Linked DNA regions of Gossypium hirsutum: region 2 is linked to region 1. Evidence: chromatin contacts called from public Hi-C data. All regions are on one chromosome and are shown on one strand. The core of a region is the stretch at or near the end of the contact, and the rest is flanking DNA. Distances in the headings are between cores, read along the strand shown.

What was found. Hi-C and Micro-C count contacts between places; a contact is called where the count stands out from the background.
Region 2: a contact with region 1 is called in a Hi-C map of leaf, with 1.8 times the contacts expected there. The contact joins the promoter of LOC107888773 here to the promoter of LOC107888770 in region 1. A contact is called at or near these places in 2 of 34 Hi-C or Micro-C datasets (both in leaf).

Annotation. Positions count from the first base shown.
Region 1 is chrA09:45,689,483-45,693,277 of Gossypium_hirsutum_v2.1, reverse strand. It overlaps LOC107888770, which reads left to right and starts at 2,127. Exons shown (of 10, transcript XM_016812972.2): 1 at 2,127-2,513; 2 at 3,457-3,552. The coding sequence starts at 2,412.
Region 2 is chrA09:45,848,420-45,852,214 of Gossypium_hirsutum_v2.1, reverse strand. LOC107888773 (LEAF RUST 10 DISEASE-RESISTANCE LOCUS RECEPTOR-LIKE PROTEIN KINASE-like 1.2) reads right to left here and starts at 1,656. Exons shown (of 3, transcript XM_041077664.1): 1 at 664-1,656. The coding sequence starts at 1,150.

The DNA of each region.
Region 1 (3,795 bases), core at 878-3,377:
TGTTTGGGTTTACAGTGATGTCATGGAGCTCAGTAACTTGCAAATTTCACTTGTCGTGTAAGTATGGAGCCATCACCTAAGAAGTCGGGATCGCATTGCAACTCGAGGTCCAAGTTGATGGTGATTATACCATCTCAGGTTGAAGTGTAACTAAGGCTTCAAGTTTGTAAAGGTTATTCTATTAAAGGATGGAACATAACTGGGGCCCTAATTGACGATGATTATGCGGGCATGAAAATGAGCTTCTTCTCGTCAGAGGAGCATGCTTTATAAAACCCATACGAAAATGTTTGGAAGAGAAACACAGGGTTGTAATACATCAAACTCGGCCTAGACGTTATGGTCGAATCTGGAAGGTTACATTAATAAATTGAAACTTTAGTCATTTGTTTTCAAAATGTATCTTATTCTGAAACCAAAAATTGTAGATTTTACAAAAACTTGCCATAACTTTTTGGTAAGAGAATTTGTCATTCGTAAAATGTTTAGGTTAACCTTTGAATCGTATGCTTATAAAACTTGATTTTTATAAAATCATCACGCTTTAGTTACTTGCTTTGTAAAACACATAATCCCGATTAAAACTTTGCAGCAAAAAAAATTCTTAGAGTTGTTTAACTTTCAACATCTCAAATGGCGCCTTCAAACATTGGCTCGAATGCCAACTATCACTGGGCTAGAACTTTAGTTTAGCAAACCACGCGACCTTAGGTAATTTCTTTATTGCAAATCTACCTAAGTTAGCTTAGCTCTCGAAAGATGAGAATTCTCCCAAAAATTCTCTAAGGCAACAAAAAGTACAGCGAAAGCAACTCGAAACGAAAAAGCAATGAGACAATTGAAAAGTCATAAGAAAGTGATGCACTCAAGATCCTTGAGTAAATGTTCTCAATATATTCTTTAACTCTGAAAGAATGAAGAATAATGGGATTCAATGGGATTAATAAAAATGAAAGAGGAGGCATCTATTTATAGTTGAGCTCGCCCAGATCCAACGGTACAAATTGAGTTGCATCGGCAGTTGAGATTAGAGCCTATCTACAATTAAAAGTCCTAAGGGATTTAAACTCTATACATCTTTATCCCTTGGGATTTACATTATTTACTCTAGTAACTCTAGTTTTACTCGAGTTTTTCACTGCGTCACCAAAATTTCAAGTAGATGGGCTTCTCCATGGGTTCCATGAATCAAGCCAGTCCAAGTGGGTCAAATGAGCCCCATTTAGTAAGTTGACCTCTATGGGATGTTCTGTGGGCAATGGTCACGAGCTTTGATCCGCAGCCCGTGACAATTGCATCAACCAAGACCACATCTATAAGGGTAAGACATAGGTCCCACATAATCACGTTTTAGGCAAGGCCACTGTATAACATTCCTTTCTACTTAAGGGCAATTGTTATGCCAACACCTCACAAGCTCGCAGCACAACACTTCAACCTCACGAGATACTTCACGAGCTAGGGTTGCCTACGAGAACAAAATCCTTTTGAGATCCTCCATCTCGCAAACCCACGGTAAGGTGAGCACCCACTATGGGTACCACACCTTTGACAGAGGCATTATACTTATCATTTGTATATCGTGTTTACTTATTGTCCTAACCTGACAACCCACACCTAAAAGAAATTGATGTTAATAAGTCAACTAAGCCTTAGGGAATACAATACCAATAAGAAAATGACATATGACACCTTGAGAAGGACCGATGGTTTCCTTTATAAGATTTCTAGGGCTAAAGAATCTCTCTCTCTCTCCTCTCTTTCTCAACCACTTGTCCTCCACCCTAGCACTCATAGTAAGCTCTACAAGTCTTTACCCACTCGTTAAATTATCATCAACCAAGGCAATCCCAATATCAACAAATCTAAAATTAAGATAACTAAAGTGACAAAATTTATAATAAAAAAAATAAAAATAGAAGTCTCCTCAAACTTGAATGATTATAACTTTTCAATCCTTTAACCTAAAAATTTCACTTTAGTGAGATATTTTTTAAAAAGATAAAATTATAAACATTTTATCCACCAGTAAGCAAAGTGACCAAACAAAGAGTTCTTTCCGCAAAGTGAGTAAATAATAGTTTAAAAGAAAAATAAAACATAAAATTACAACTTTTTTGTAGGATCAATAGAATAAGTAACCGAATCGGAGGCTTTCTAGTTTTTACATATTCATTCTCAAGAGTGACCACCACACCATTAATAATTGCGTTGAAATGAATGAATCAAAATTTAAAAAACTTGGAAGCCAATTGCTGACAACTGTTGACCAAACATACCTTCTTTGAGAAGAGAAGATCAAAGCAACTCTCTCTCTCCATTTCTTTGCCTGAAAGGCTGAAACAACAAGATTCAAACTTAGGAAGTTGTTAGCAGTTGTTGGGTCATTCTCATTTCTGAGTAACGAAGAGATGGTGAAGCTCAATCCCAACTGGGAACTCAAAAACTGCTGTAACCATGAACAAGTTGTCTTTCTTGTCACTGTAGCTGTCTGCACTGTTGTTATACTTGCGGTACTCTCTACCCTTTTTCCAAATCTCTTGGGTTAATTTGCTCTACTTAAAAGTAGGAAACATTGGGTGATTTGAAGTAAAGTTGTTAGTGGTTTACTTAGTACATTACTAAAAGCAGATGGGTATTTATTTGTTGGTTGCATTTAATTTGAATGTTGGATTTGTTTAAAGCTAAGCCTGCTTCTGGTAATTGGAGTCAATGTGTCTGGGGTTCGTACTTCAATGCCTAAAACCCCTTCCCTATCCTTAGATTGCTGCATCCTCTGTACAAAAGGAAGGCTATAATTTAGGGTTAAGGGATTAGATTTCACTTTTTTTCTTTTTGGGGTTCAACGATTAGATTTCATTTAGGAAAAAGAATAAATTTCAAGAACAAAAATATATTGATTTTAATGTATGGTGCTTCTAACTTGGTAATTTAGATACAAAATATAGATTTCAGTTCATCCTGTTCCAACTTGTGCTAAAGCTGAGCCAATTTCAGATGTGAAATTGACTCATCGAACTTTATTGGTTTATGACAAAAGAGGGTTTATTGAACCTATATAAATTATCTTGTAATTATTTTTTACCTGAAATTCAGTCATGTGGAAAGACTTTTATACTCTGATTGCAAATTACTATTATGCTGATTAGATGTCTTATTGAATGCTATTAGAATTTGGATTTGAATTTTTGGAAGTAGTGTATATTGAGTAGCAAACTATGAAATCTATGGATGTGTTAGATGTCTATTTAGTAACGAATTTGAAATTCTTAAAATATTTTTAGATTTAACAACTCTATATTCTTTTTACTTTTCCAATATATATTATATTGAATCTCAACTAAATTGTCCATAATATATGTATTTCATTCTTACCATTTACATAATAAATAAAATCCAAATTTCCAATACCATGTTCCCAAAGGGAGCATTAAATTTTTTATTTGATCTTCGTAGCTGTGGAGGACGATACTATTGAGACCTTTCAAGCTTGTAACTGTATTCCTTCACGAGGCTAGCCATGCTATTGCTTGTAAACTCACATGTGGTCATGTAAGTATTTCTCTCTACTCCTACATGCCGTCTTGAGAATTTACTTTTAACATTTTTTTTTTATGACTGTTAGATAAATGCTTTGGATGGCAATGTAGCACTATAATGACTCTAGAAGATTAGACAGAGATAAATTTGAATGAGGTAGAGGAAACATGACAAGACAAGCTAAGCTTTTTCTCATGTTTTCATATAATGGTTTGATTTAATAGGACAGCTAGTTCCTTTTAGCTTTCTGAAGAC
Region 2 (3,795 bases), core at 407-2,906, 160 kb before region 1:
CTTGGAAAAAGGAAACATGAGGTTGTGTATGTCTCCACAGCTAAAAGCATCAAAGCATTGGGCAAAATTTTCATCATCTTGGCTATATAATAGTGGGATAAGGAAGAAGATGGTTAAGAAGAAGGTGAAGATGGAAATGGCAAGAGTTGAAAGGCACAGTTGATAATGCATTCTTGAAGTTTTTGAAGAGACATGAATTGGTATACGATATATATGTTTGTTGATTAAAGTAATAAAAGTAGACGACGTGTTATCTTTTTTTGTATATCAATACGTAAATGTAGGACTTTTCCATGGAAGAGAAAGGAAGGCATAGCGATGGCTGTTGTTGACTTTGACCTAGGCTATGGTGGATTGATAAACGCGATGCAGTAATTCTAAGACGAGAAATGTCATCCCTGGAGATTAGAAACCAGCTGTATAATGGAGGCTTCCTATTATATCATCATATTACGTCTTACAATCAAACTAAAGACAAGAGGAGTAGAGCTTTCAAATGGGTTTATGCGAGCCTCCACGAGAAGAAAAACATTACCTCAAGCAATACTAATAACCCATTGCAAGTGCCAAGATAGAAAATCATTATATCAAGCAGTTAATGAACTTTGCTATGCTTCTCTAAATAGTTGAATAGATAAATAGTTTAAGAAGAAGCAAACATACCAGAAACCACACAGGATTTAGAGCAAGGGTGGTCGGGGCAAAAGCATAAGAAATCAAGCGATGAACTATTAGATCCACATACTCCACCTGAATTCCTGCATGCCAAACATGAAATCATGTCCTTTTGATACATTACTTCAAACCCTTTATTCCAAGCACCCACTATATTGTCAGGTTCATTCCAGAGTTCATCAAATTCGCTTTGATTAACCGGAACTATGATACTGGTGTCACAATCCGTGAGCTCCGAACGGTGAAGTCTGGACAATGATTCATCCAGGTAATAGGCATAGGTGTTGCCGTTGGATGTAGTAGTACCGCAATTAAATCTATGTTGGAAAGGTATATCATCTTCAAGAGGGCAGCCGTAGAATATAGTGAGATTTCGAATGGTTGCAGCAAAATCAAAGAGGTTGTGGTTTAATGAGATGTTATGGAATTGTTGAGGACAAGGATCTTCCCAGGTATCAACAGGTGCAATGGTCATCAGGGGAGGACGACTGATGTTCAATACATGAAATCTCTGGGTTTTAATGGTGATGACAGGGGACTGATTTTGTTGGCAAATGAGCTCGAACCCGTGATGACCGCAGTAACTAGGGCGCAGAGGAGGGCTCCAGAAAGGGTATCCGATGCCTTGTAAAGTACCACAATTGAATGTCTAATTGCATTCCAAGAACAGGCCGTGGTCATCGGAATAAGCTACGGGGAGAACAAGTAAGATGAAGAAGAAGAGATAGGTGTCCATTAATGGAAGATGATGAGAGTGAGAACAAGTGGAGAAATGAAGGATGAATTATTGGCAAGTAAAGAATGATAAAGAAACCATATTGAAAGAGAGGAGCAAATTAGCAGCATTGGGTAATATGATAGAAACAGGGGCATGGGGTAGGGCTGCTTGTATTGACAAACAAAGGCAAAAGCATCTCGGAGGAGTGATAGATGATAGAGACGGCTGAGCAATTCCCATTTTCTTTTTGTCTAGAAATTTTTAAGGTGGGAGAGTCGGAACTGATACAATATATTAATAAAGCAAACATTTCTTCTAATAAAATTACAATCTTAATTTACGAAACCATTTTTTATTTTTGAAAAATATGAGTGGATTTTAAAAATAAAAATAAAGTTGTTACCAATCTTTTTGTTTGAGTGTGATTGGATCAACTTATAAAACACTTTGTTTTATTTAAAATATTAATTTTGGCCTATGAAATAATAGAAAATAGGTTCAGGAGTTGATTACATACAATGAAGGATTAGCACCCTCGTCACGCCCAAAATTGATACCAATTGATTAATTAATGTCCTAACGTTAAAAATTTGAAAAAATGTTAAAATATGATCCCTTTAAAAATGCGCGAACAACTCGATTTGGATTTTAAGATTCTCTTTTTCCGAAAGAACAAAATATCACATCCAATATGTTAGGATACGACATTTTAAACCCTCGAAACCAAGATCATCTCATGGTTTACAAAACTCATTCCTCAAAAACAAAAAGGATATTCAATTATTTGGTCAAATAAAAAATCAACACCCAGCACGTTGGGGCACTATTTTCCGAATTTTCAAACACAAAATATTGTCGTGTTTTTTTAATTTAAGAAAGCACAGACGAAATTTTAAAAGGATACTTAGTTATTTGGTCAAGCAGAAAATCGAAACCCAACTCGTTAGGGTACGATTTCTCGAATTTCCAAACACGAAATATTGCTTTATTTTGAGAAGTTTTCGAATAAGCAATTATAAAACTGGCTCAAAATATATTCGTTTAGTTTACTTAAGGATAGAAGGCAATCGATATTGGGCGAAAATTGGAATTCAAAACCTAATGTAATAATAAGAAACATACAAGCATAGTATTGAGCATGAAATAAAAATACCTAGCAATAATATTACATGAATGATAAAAAATAAAAAAAAAACACAAAGGAACAAATTAGGGTACATATAATGACAACCCATCATATACTATACAAATACTAATATTAATAACTGAAGGCTAATGAATTAAAAGCCAATTTAAAAGAAATTCCAAGCAAATTATACAAATGAAATATAACAAATTTTAAAATAAAATAATATGAATAAAAGAAAATTTGAAAACATCACTATACAAACAGTACAAAAAATTTTAAAACAAGTAATAGATATAAAAGTTTAAAATAGGTAAAAAGATAAAAATAAATAATATATTAAATAGTAATATACAAATAAATTTTAAAATAAATATTATAAGGTAAGTAATATACAAAATAATACATACGTCAATCTACATAAATAATATACGTAAAATAAAAACTCAATATAAATAATTGATACATGAAAATACAAATGTATAAAAGTATTTGAAATAAACAAAAATATATGATAAAATAGAGTATTTATAGGAAATAAATTATATATAAATAGATTTTTAAAGAAAACATATATGTAAGATAGTATATCATCAATAATATATACATAGAATAAGAAAATAATTTTAAGCTAAATTATGTGTAAATATATAAAATGTATAAGAATATTTAAATTAAATATCACATAAATCTTTAAAGTATAGAAATATATAAAAAAAGAATCTAAAATAAGTAAACTTGAAAAATAATATAAAAATATATAAAAGTAAGTAACAAAAACACTAAAACAATGCGAGATCAAACGAAAAAAATAAAAATGTTAAAACAAATTCTTTTAACGATAAATAATGAATATATTATAAAGAATAAAACACATAAACTATTATTTAAAAAAAACAGACTCAATTGAAATAAAAACCAAAATCAAAGGAATGATTTACAAACAAATAAAGTTATTAAACAAAATCAAGGATCAAAATAAAGTGCGTGAAAACACACGATGATTAAAAATGCAAATGCCCCAAATCTCCAAAACGCAGTGTTTAAACGCGGACTAATTTGAAACAATGCTCAACTTTCAGACTAATAAGAATAAGAAAATTGAAATAGGGCACAATCATATGACTGCGCACAAGAAAGGGACTAATCGTGCAGACATCCCGTTTAAGCAAAACGTGCGGATCCTCATGGGTATCGAGTCGGGTTGCCTTATACGGCACCGTTTTGGAGCCACTGAAACAACCCTAAATGGTGCCGTTTCAAATACATTATAAAA